2 separate regions of the Ovis aries genome follow, and region 1 is linked to region 2. The links are chromatin contacts, called in public Hi-C maps. All regions are on one chromosome and are shown on one strand. Each heading gives the region's core, a stretch centred on a gene start, on an enhancer-like site or on the middle of the called end of the contact. The rest is flanking DNA. Distances are from core to core; before and after follow the strand shown. Region 1 holds the start of SPAG1 (sperm associated antigen 1). Region 2 overlaps SPAG1 (sperm associated antigen 1).

Region 1 (5,410 bases), core at 437-2,936, 56 kb after region 2:
CTCAGGCCACTACAGAGCCCACATACTTAACTGTCATACTTAATTGTGCTTTTCAAATCACAGGTGGCAACTCATGAAATCAACTTAGTCAGCTGCAATCAGGAATAAAATCAGACTACCTGACACTAACCATTAAATACTGTTTCACAGAAACTTTTATTTCATGCCTATATAAAGAAATGATAAATACAGGCATATATAAATGCACACACAAATGTGTATATAAATGTTGCAAAGTAAAATGTATACATAATGAGTTATATTGTCAAAGTTTTTTTTTTTTTTAAACACTGCACTAAAACACACTGGGTGATAAATTTTAAAACAAGTAGCAATAAGTCTAATCCATAAGGAATATTCCCTTCAGCATGCCTGCCCTCTGAATCTGATCATACATCAGACCCCTGCAGAAAAAGGATGCACTGTCAGCATCTCCATATTCCTGCTGGCTTTGACTTGGGTACAGAATATAGATGACAGTTTGTCAGCTTTTGAATGAGGTCCAGCGAGGAAGTGAGAATATGGCTTTCACACCATAACTAGCAGGGCCCAGTAGGATGGTCTCCCATCACAAGGGTAGCCTTAATGGTGGAAGTTACAAGAAACCAAGTGAAGAACTTTAAAATTATTGATGCTGCCCAGAATAGAATGAATTGTCTGTAGGACATTTTTTTCCCAAGAGCTGGAGGATATTTGATGGGAGGATTTAAGCACCTAACAGGATTAAAATAGATTACCTTCAATTAAAGGAATCTTGAAACCCCTGAGGTTTTATGATTTGAATAACACATAGTGAAAAACGTTAGAAATGATAAAGACACCGCTTACCTAATTAAGAGAATTTCAACATAAACCCCGTTTTAACGTTTCTGAGAATCTTTTTTGAAAACTACCATGTGGAGGACTGCGGTGGGGAGGAGACACATTCTCAAGATCAATAAATGTTAACTCTCAAACTCCAAAAAACAAGTTATACTTTACTTGCTCCTGTTAGAACTCTTCCACATCTGCTTGCAACTTGTATCTGATTAGGAAAGTTGTGGTCCTAGTTGGGGTTAACTTCTCCACCATCCTAACTCACATCCATTTCCCACATTTACTCATCAGTTTGTCACTAATACCTCCAGCGCAAACTGCAATACGCTAGTAACAGGAAACACTGTTTTGACTTCCACCTTCGCACGTTCTCCCCAGCATCCACAAGGCTGGGCGCCACCTGCAGCCGGAGACCGAAAGGAAACGGCATCCTCCAGCCCGTAGCAACGGTTTCTATGTACAGCGCGACCAGAGAGGACAGCGGGCTCAGGGCCTGCCCGCGATCCCGGAGCTTCTACAGCCAACCCGCAGCGGTCAGGGGCCACTTCAGGACTCTTATGAATAATTTCTCTCTATTCCCCGGCTTTGTGGCCGGGGAATAGCACTAGTGGCCGCCACCGGAGACCTTGCCCCAACACCCGCCAACTTCAGCCCCGAGAAACAAAAGGCCCCAATTTCTTCCCCGACTGAGAAGGCTGTTCATCCCGAGCTTCCTCCCTACTTCAGAGTCTATCTTTCACCCCGCCCCCCGGAGGGAGGGATTGCGATGGGGAGATGTAGTTTACTCCTGGGCGCACATACTCACCTGGTTCAGACTCCAAGCCGTGCAGAGGACCCAGCCACACACCGTATCAGCCTCGCTCAGGCACCCGGGGAGGGGCGCGCCGCTCCGCCCCGCCCCTGCCCACACCGCCCCTCCACAGACCCAGAGCTTGAGGCGGACCGCCGCGGGCGGGGTTGAGAGCCTCTGCGTGACGACTGGCTAGTCTCCGGTTTGCCATCCACTGATTGGCCTTGCAGACCCAGCTTCACTCAGACACAGGATAATTAAACAGGAGTTGCAATTACACGTACTCAGAAAATTTCTTTTCACGCACACTTTATGGTTTTTTCTGGTCATAATTGTGTACAGAAACAATCAAGCTGAATAAACAAGATAAACACCAACTCGCAAGTAAATAGACTATGTTGGCAAATTAAAAACATCACTATCATCTTCATAAAGACATTCCATCCAAGAATATATAGATGGATTAGAAAGTAAATGTGAAATCTTTCACAGATTAAAAAAAAAAGAGAGAAAAGATGAAAAAGTTAGGTCAATGAGTCTAAACTAGATTTAAAAGATCTAGAGAGAGAATACTGAGGATCAGTTCAGTTCAGTCGCTCAGTTGTGTCCGACTCTTTGCGACCCCATGAACTGCAGCACTCCAAGCCTCCCTGTCAATCACCAACTCCCATTGTCCATTGAGTCGGTGATGCCATCCAACCATCTCATCCTCTGTCATCCCCTTCTCAAACTGCCTTCAATCTTTCCCAACATCAGGGTTTTTTCAAATGAGTTAGCTTTTCGCATCAGGTGGCCGAAATACTAGAGTTTCAGCTTTAACATCAGTCCTTTCAATGAACACCCAGGACTGATTTCCCTTAGGATGCACTGGTTGGATTTCCTCCTAGTCCAAGGGACTCTCAAGAGTCTTCTCCAACACCACAGCTCAAAAGTATCAATTCTTCTGGGCTCATTTTCTTTATACTCCAACTCTCACATCCATACCTGACTACTGGAAAAACCATAGCCTTGACTAGATGGACCTTTGTTGGCAAAGTAATGTCTCTGCTTTCTAATATGGTGTCTAGGCTGGTCACAACTTTCCTTCCGAGGACTAAGTGTCTTTTACTTTCATGGCTGCAGTCACCTTCTGCAGTGATTTTGGAGCCCAAAAAATAAAGTCAGCCACCATTTCCAGTTTCCCCATCTATTTGCCATGAAGTGATGGGAGCAGATGCCATGATCTTCATTTCCTGAATGCTGAACTTTAAGCCAACTTTTTCACTCTTTCACTTTCATCAAGAGGCTCTTTAGTTCTTCACTTTCTGCCATAAGGGTGGTGTCATCTGCATATCTGAGGTTATTGATATTTCTCCTGGCAATCTTGATTCCAGCTTGTGCTTCCTCCAGCCCAGGGTTTCTAATGATGAATTCTGCATATGTTAAATAAGCAGAGTGGGTGATGATATACAGCCTTGACGCACTCAAGGAAAAGGAGTACATCAAGGCTGTATATCGTCATCCTGCTTATTTAACTTATATGCAGAGTACATCATTAGAAACACTGAACTGGAAGCACAAGCTGGAATCAAGATTGCCGAGAGAAATATCAATAACCTCAGATATGCAGATGACACTACCCTTATGGCAGAAAGTGAAGAGGAACTAAAGAGCCTCTTGATGAAAGTGAAAAGAGGAGAGTGAAAAAGTTGGCTTAAAGCTCAACATTCAGAAAACTAAGATCATGGCATCTGGTCCCATCACTTCATGGCAAATAGATGGGGAAACAGTGGAAATGGTGGCTGACTTTTTTGGGGGCTCCAAAATCACTGCAGATAGTGACTGCAGCCATGAAATTAAAAGACGCTTACTCCTTGGAAGGAAGTTATGACCAACCTAGACAGCATATTAAAAAGCAGAGACATTACTTTGTGAACAAAGTCTAGTCAAGGCTACCTTTTTCCAGTAGTCATGTATGGACATGAGAGTGGGGCTATAAAGAAAGCTGAGCGCAGAAAAACTGATGCTTTTGAACTGTGGTGTTGGAGAAGACTCTTGAGAGTCCCTTGGACTGTGAGGATATCCAACCAGTCCATCCTAAGAGAAATCAGTCCTGGGTGTTCATTGGAAGGACTGATGTTGAAGCTGAAACTCCAACACTTTGGCCACCTGATGTGAAGAGCTGACTCATCTGAAAAGACCCTGATGCTGGGAAAGATTTAGAGCAGAAGGGGATGATAGAGGATGAGATGGTTGGAGGTCATCACCGACTCAATGGACATGAGTTTCAGTTAACTCTAGGAGTTGGTGATGGACAGGGAGGCCTGGCGTGCTGCAGTCCACGGGGCTGCAAAGAGTCAGATACAACTGAGGGACTATACTGAACTGAACTGAATACAATCATCTGTGCAGAAACTGTAACGGTGTGAATAGCTAACATTTATTACTTTAAGAGTTTTTATCTTGCAGCAAATGTTTGGGGTAGGTGCTGTAGTGTATTTTTTGATGCCCACCTTACAAATAAGGAAAGTGAATCCTGGTGAAGTCACTGCCATCTAACAAGGGACTCTGCAGGTATATGTAGGTATAGATGTATTAATTTCTTGACTTCAACAATTAAGCTGAAGTTAAATAAACTGGCCAGTAAATTTTGATGAACCTGTGTGTCTGATAAACAGTTTAAGTAGGGAACAAGTTATGTGTTAGCTTCAAGCTCAGATTTACTGATTTTTATATTTATAGACCAGTATTCAAAAGAATTTTTTAAAAGCTATTTTATATCTATTTTACCTTTTCTATAACTGTCCAGGTAGGCAAGAAGTAAAATTACTCTCATTTTATAGATAAAGGAGACATAAGGAGGTAACTGATTGAAATGAATTCCAGGTGTCATACTTTACCCATTAAACCACAGACTAGTTAACCAAACAACAATACTCAAACTACTAAAGCACAAAGGACCTATGATGAAATTAGAATAGTTAAGAGCAACATTATCAGTGAGTTGGGGTTTAGGCAGCTGTCATTTATCAGGACTCTTCCATACAGAAAGGACAAGCTCAAGAAGGAATTAAGGAATATGGCAGAATCACAGAATTATGAAAGCCACGGTCTAGGAAAAACTGGATCAAGGAAGCAGCCTTTAAAAATCTCGAGTATGGTAGTGCTATATAGCACATAATGAATTTACAGAACTTAGTATTTAAGGATGGCAGTAGAAATAACAGGTACTTCTTTTAAATGGCACAGATAATTCTCTGAATGTTCGAGACACACAAAGCTATCAATAAAGTTTATCTAATCGAATCCTGGAACAGATGGAGTATCTCAGTATCCATATTCCTAGTTATCAAAGCAAAAGCTTTAAACATTCATCCAATAATTAAGTGTAAACCAACTTTTTTAATATGCTGAAAGCAGAATTTTTTGTTTACTTTAATGAATTACAACTGGGAAACCACACACCTGCCTTAACAGTCTGCTTCATCCACTTTACTTGGGATTTTGTCTTGCAGAAAGCAACCATCAAAGTTTCTTTTCCACTGCCCAAGATTTTAAAAAGTCAACCATTACATATAAATACAGAAAGCCTATGCCAAGTTAACAAATAAAAACTGTAACTCAAAATGAGGTATGCACATTGACAGTAAGTGCACTGGTATACTCTATACAAAAGCTGGAGAGTTTACAAACAATTGGTGATGTAAAACAGAGGTTTCCTAAGAACTTAATCAGACCTTTAAAAAGCCCCAGAAAACTTCATTTTTAACAAGGGTCCCAGATGATTCCAGGTTTTGCTCAAAGTGTAGTTTGGGAAACATTTTT
Region 2 (5,543 bases), core at 2,972-5,471:
CTGTAACCTGAAAGGATGGAGTTCCGTTTGCTTTCCTGCACATGTACTTGGTGCAGACAGGGGCTGGCATGTCACCATTGTCATCCTCAAAGCTCTAACATTTCTGGAGCAATTACTGTATGTCTAGTAACTATGCTGAATGCTTCTTTTGCAATATCTGCTTAATGTTTGCCTAAGTTCAGTCAAGATGTGCTAGTGTTCTCTCTGTCTTTTTCCCCCCCAAAATGCATAAAAAGTTATTTCACAAGTAAATCTATGAAAGTTAGTTCATAGGTTCTCCCTTATTTTAAATTTTGCTCCCAGGGAATTTTTCTTTTTCACTGTTTGAAACCTGCTACCACTTGTAATAAAAGTCTGTGCAAACAACTCTCCAAGGAGCAAACATAATTAACTAAAAAACTAAAACACAGGCTTTCTTTCGAGGTGAAGAGAAAACTGGTTTTCAATACAGCCATACTTCAACACGTCCCCCAAGGCAAATCATGGTTTCCCTGGCATTAAGATGAATTTGAGAATCATTGCTTTTGAGTAAAATCACCCCAATCACCCAGTCACCTTATGCTGAGACTCATATGTCAGGTATCAAAGAAAACATCTAAGTAGGTCAGTTTCTAGAAAGGTCGGTACTGACCAGCAGAACCAGATTCCTTGGCGGAGAACACAGCCCTTCACTAAGGACCCCTCACCTAAACCACCACCCATTTCCCCTCTGCCTCCTCCCTCCCCGGAAGGCAATCTCCTGCTCTTCTTCACGACAAAACTCCACTCCAGTCTCAACAGTCTCTCTGTGACTTCCTCCTGGGTCTCCCCCGAAACACAACACATTTTAGCAAGAAAACATCTTACACCATATCTCACTTACACCATCTCACTTAAGGATAAAGTAAGTCCACTGTTTTTTAACCAGTATACTGAACTCACTGAAGGAAGACCTGAGACACATCTGAAGGGTAATGTATTAGGCAACAGACACTTGAACTGAAAGGTTCTCAGCTGCAAATCGCAAGGTGCCTGACACTATGCAAATCTACTTGGTTTTGTTGTTAGTTATGGGCAGTGGCAAACGTTTAACAGCTGGCTCTCCTGAGAAAAAGGCCCAGAATTGTGGCCTTTGCCAATATTCATAGTATTAGTAGTACTCCAATCATATCAGATTTCAACTACCAACTTGACTTCAACCAACTCCCCAAATTCTGAAAACGTTGTGAGCTAGCACAACCATTGATGATGCCAGGACAGACCAAAGTAAATATAAATATTATTTATTTTAAATTTGAATATGTAAAATTGGCAAAAAAATACAAGCAGCTCACGACTTTCTTTTTAAGCTGCAGGCACAGATAATTAACCCACATATGTAAACTGATATTGTCAATGAAAAAAAAAAAATTGTTCAACTTATAATCAAGGTGTCCATGTATGCCACTGTCCAAACTAGGGCTTCTAAGAGTGAAAGGGAGTAATACTAATAATTATACCACACAACAGGAGTAAATGAAGATTGTGACGGTTACACCAGTACATGCAGCTTCTTACTTTTTAGATGCACTAACAGTAACATATTAATGGCAGAAAGCGAAGAGGAACTAAAGAGCTTTTTGATGAAGATGGAAGAAGAGAGTGAAAAAGCTGGCTTAAAACTCAACTTCAAAAAGAAAGATCCTGGCATCTGGCTCCATCACTTCATGGCAAACAGATGGAGAAAAAATGGGAACAGTGACAGATTTCACTTTGGGGGGCTCCAAAATCACTGAGGATGGTGACTATTGCCATGAAATTAAAAGATGCTTGCTCCTTGGAAGAAACACTGTGACAAACCTAGACAATGTATTAAAAAGCAGAGACATCACTTTGCCCACAAAGGTCCATATAGTCAAAGCTATGGTTTTTCCAGTAGTCATGTACGGATGTGACAGTTGGATCATAAAGAAGGCTGAGTGCTGAAGAATTGATGCTTTCAAACTGTGGTGCTAGAGAAGACTCTTGAGAGGCCCTTGGACAGCACAGACATCAAACCAGTCAATCCTAGAGGAAATCAACCCTGGATATTCACTGGAAGGACTGATGCTGAAGCTCTAATACTTTAGCCACCTGGTGCAAAGAGCCAACTCACTGGAAAAGATCCTGATGCTGGGAAAGACTGAGGGCAAGAGGAGAAGGGGGCAACAGAAGACAAAATGATTGGATGACATCATTGACTCAATGGACATGAGTTTGAGCAGACTCTGGGAGATAGTGAAGGACAGGAAAGCCTGGCGTGCTGCAGTTCATGGGGTCTCAAAGAGTCGGACATGACTTAGTGACCGAACAACAATAAATAGTAACTTCTTTCCAAAGGGCTCCTCAAGAAGGCTTAATATTTAATGGTTAAAAAAAATTTTTTAAGATACTTTTTATTTATGTAAATATATTCATCCATCTCAGTATGTAACTTGTTGAGTACCATGGGTGACTACTGTGCTTGAGGGATGCACACACAATTCCTGACCTCAGAGAGCTTAAATTCCTCTGCAGAGGGTGACATAAGTGCCTACAGGTGTGAGAGTGAGTCAAGTGTCACAGCCACGCAGAAGACCACGAAGTCTGAGGTGACAAGGAAAGTGGAGATGAGGGGGAAGCTGAGGAAAGATTCCTGAAGCAAAGCTGTGCAGAGGGCATTACACATACAGACCAAAGGGGAGCAGAAAGCTTGGGGGGGGGGATTGGGGGGAGAAGGGGCATGGGGTGCAGTGTGGTGACAAAGTGTTAGTCACTCAGTAGTGTCTGACTCTACAAACCCATGGACTGTAGCCCGCCAGGATTCTCTGTCCCTGGAATTCTTCAGGCAAGAATACTGGAGTGGGTGGCTATTCCCTTCTCCAGGGGATCTTCCCGACTCAGGGATCCAACCCAGGTCTCCTGCATTGCGAGCAGATTCTTCACCGCCTGAGCCACCAGGGAAGCAGAGATTATAATGATCTGCAACAGCATACTGGGCAACTGAACACAGGCTGAAACAGTCTGCACAAAATAATGCTTCAGGAAAAGTCATCCTGATGCCACAGTGGATTGGAGGAGGCAGAGACACCGGTCAGAAGGCTTCTCCAATACTCTGGGATCGATGTAGAAAGATTATGATTAAGGTGGTAGCTAAGGAATGAAAAAAGTTTGCACAAACATCTTCTATAATTGTCTTCATATATGTAAAAGGATGTATGAGCTTTATGTGTTAACCAATTAACGCACCTTCAATGTCTTAAAAAATCAGATTTACGCAGAAACGTTAGAAGGGTATTAAATACTGCATTCATCCCACTGAAATGATAATCTGTTGACAAAGCTGAAAAACGGGCAGTTTACCTGTTACAATCCTGAATACAGCCACTGCAGTTTCCGTCTTTGAGGTAACATGCTGCTCTATTTGAATATAAGATACTTAGATCGGCTGCACTTCCACTTCCTAAAAATCACATTTAATTAAATAGTTACAATCCATTGGCGGAATCACAGTTCAGCAGAAGACTGAGGTCTCCCGCGGCACCACGGTCCTACACCCGCGGCTAACGCGGCTGCGAGCAGCTGCCGGGGCCCGCTCCGGCCAGAGGCCAAGCCCGTGACCGGCAGCTGCCCACGCGCCCCGCCCCGGGCACACGCGGCGCGCCCCGAGGTTCGGCCGCATCCGCCCTGCCCTCGGTTTCCAGGAAGGGAACGGACGCAGTGGGCGCCTGTCATTCGCAAGGGGCCGGGGAGACCGCCGGGCGCAGCTCACTCACCTGCGGGCTCCAGCTGCGCGATTGCCGCCGAGTACTTGAGCGCCGCCTCGGAGAACTGCCCATTCTGAAAGAGCTCGTTGCCCTGGCTCTTCAGGGCGGCGGGGCCCATCGGGGCAGGGGGCACGGGCGGGGGCGCGTCGGGTCCCGGGGACGCGCCGGCCGCGGGCTCCCCGGCGCCCCGCCCGCCGCCCGGCTGCCCGTTGGCGCCGCCCGCCGGGGCCCGGGCCCGCGGTCGGTCCCGCTTGTCCGCGCCGGCCCCTGGCGCCCGGCCCCGCCGCGGCGCGCCCCTCTCCGGCCGCTTGCCGCCCTCTCTCCTGCGCGTCAGCTTCTTCTGGATGTTGCCCATGGCGCGCGGCTCGGCGGCGCTCCCGGCTCCCGCCGGCTCCGCCGCCTCTGTGGGGAGTGGATGCGGGAAGTGACTGTTTGCATCATCGGGAGCAGCTACCGCCGAGGCCGCGGCAGTGCCGGCGCGGGGGCGGGGTCGCGGGCGAAGCCGGGAGGAGCCGGCCCGCCCCTCGCCGGGAGCCGGGCAGTTCCGGCGCCGCTGGGGGCCGGTCCGCCCCGAGGGCTGAGCACCGGAGGCCGCGCTCCTGTGGAACCAGAGGGTTTCCGGGGCTGAGGACTCAAGTAAAGCCCGGACTTAACTCTTCGAACGCCGAAGAGCTTGGGATGTGAAAACCGGCATTTCAAACATCATTCCCTTCATCACAGCATACGTGTCGAGGTAGACCTTACATAATTTGTACTTTTCTTCCGCTTAACAATTTACAAATGAATGAATGAAGTTACTAAGACTTGAATACAACTGCACTCCCAAGTTAGGGTACCCTTTCCTTCTGTTAAAGAACTGGGAGAAGATAACTTTTTCAAATTATCTTTTTCAAATAATCAAAAAATTATCAACTTTTTCAAATTATCAAGTCCAAGTGATTTTTAAGGCATTTAAAAATGGTTTTAGCAAGGAACTCACATAAAACAGCCACCTAGTTTTTAAAGTGAACCTTAAAAAGTCAGTAAAATTTCCATTACAGTACCTTACTCCAAGGTAAAAATTCCTCTGATCTTGATTGAAAGATTTCAAGTATTTATCAGAGCTTTAATAATTGATTATTGAACTGATTTTTAACTATGAAAATAAGTATTTCATTGATGGGTGTCTAAATATTTAAAACAAAGCAATTCATCATTTCAAAGCACTAACTGCAGAGACTTCCCAACTTTCTCTTGTAACAAATTCTCATCTAATTTTTAATGAATGTATTTCCCATTCTGTTTCATGAATGTTAAAGCCAGAATCTGAAGCACAGATGAAATAGAAAGCAACAAGTACATAAATGAAAATCAGTGAATAGATGATGGTCACCTTAAGGCAAGCAATGAGCTTATCAGTTCAGTTCAGTCGCTCAGTTGTGTCCAACTCTTTGCAACCCCATGAATCGCAGCACGCCAGGCCTCCCTGTCCATCAGCAACTCCCAAAGTCTACTTAAACTCATGTCTAACGAGTCAGTGATGCCATCCAGCCATCTCATAGCATATTGGGCACCTACTGACCTGGGGAGTTCCTCTTTCAGGATAGAGTTCCTCTATCATTTCGCCTTGTGAGAGGGCATCAGAGGGCAGACACACTGAAACCATAATCACAGAAAACTAGCCGATCTGATCACACGGACCACAGCCTGTCTAACTCAATGAAACTAAGCCATGCCGTGTGGGGCCACCCAGGATGGTCGAGTCATGGTGGAGAGGTCTGACAGAATGTGGCCCACTGGAGAAGGGAATGGCAAACCACT

Evidence for each region. A called contact is a pair of places that touch in the nucleus more often than the background predicts.
Region 1: a contact with region 2 is called in a Hi-C map of hypothalamus, with 2.0 times the contacts expected there. The contact joins the promoter of SPAG1 here to the enhancer-like site in region 2. A contact is called at or near these places in 3 of 16 Hi-C or Micro-C datasets (hypothalamus, liver and tail adipose tissue).

What each region holds. Positions count from the first base shown.
Region 1 is chr9:77,143,478-77,148,887 of ARS-UI_Ramb_v3.0, forward strand. SPAG1 (sperm associated antigen 1) reads right to left here and starts at 1,687. Exons shown (of 18, transcript XM_060393896.1): 1 at 1,622-1,687. POLR2K (RNA polymerase II, I and III subunit K) reads right to left here. Exons shown (of 4, transcript XM_004011812.4): 4 at 4,968-5,410.
Region 2 is chr9:77,084,885-77,090,427 of ARS-UI_Ramb_v3.0, forward strand. It overlaps SPAG1 (sperm associated antigen 1), which reads right to left. Exons shown (of 18, transcript XM_060393896.1): 11 at 3,753-4,145; 12 at 3,340-3,439. Among named protein-coding and RNA genes, the nearest start is that of SPAG1, 58 kb to the right of the region's middle. Within about 2 kb of position 4,222, at least 24 of the 54 cell types and tissues checked have an H3K27ac peak or open chromatin away from gene starts, as enhancers often do. A contact at or near this core is called in hypothalamus, liver and tail adipose tissue, where this site is marked.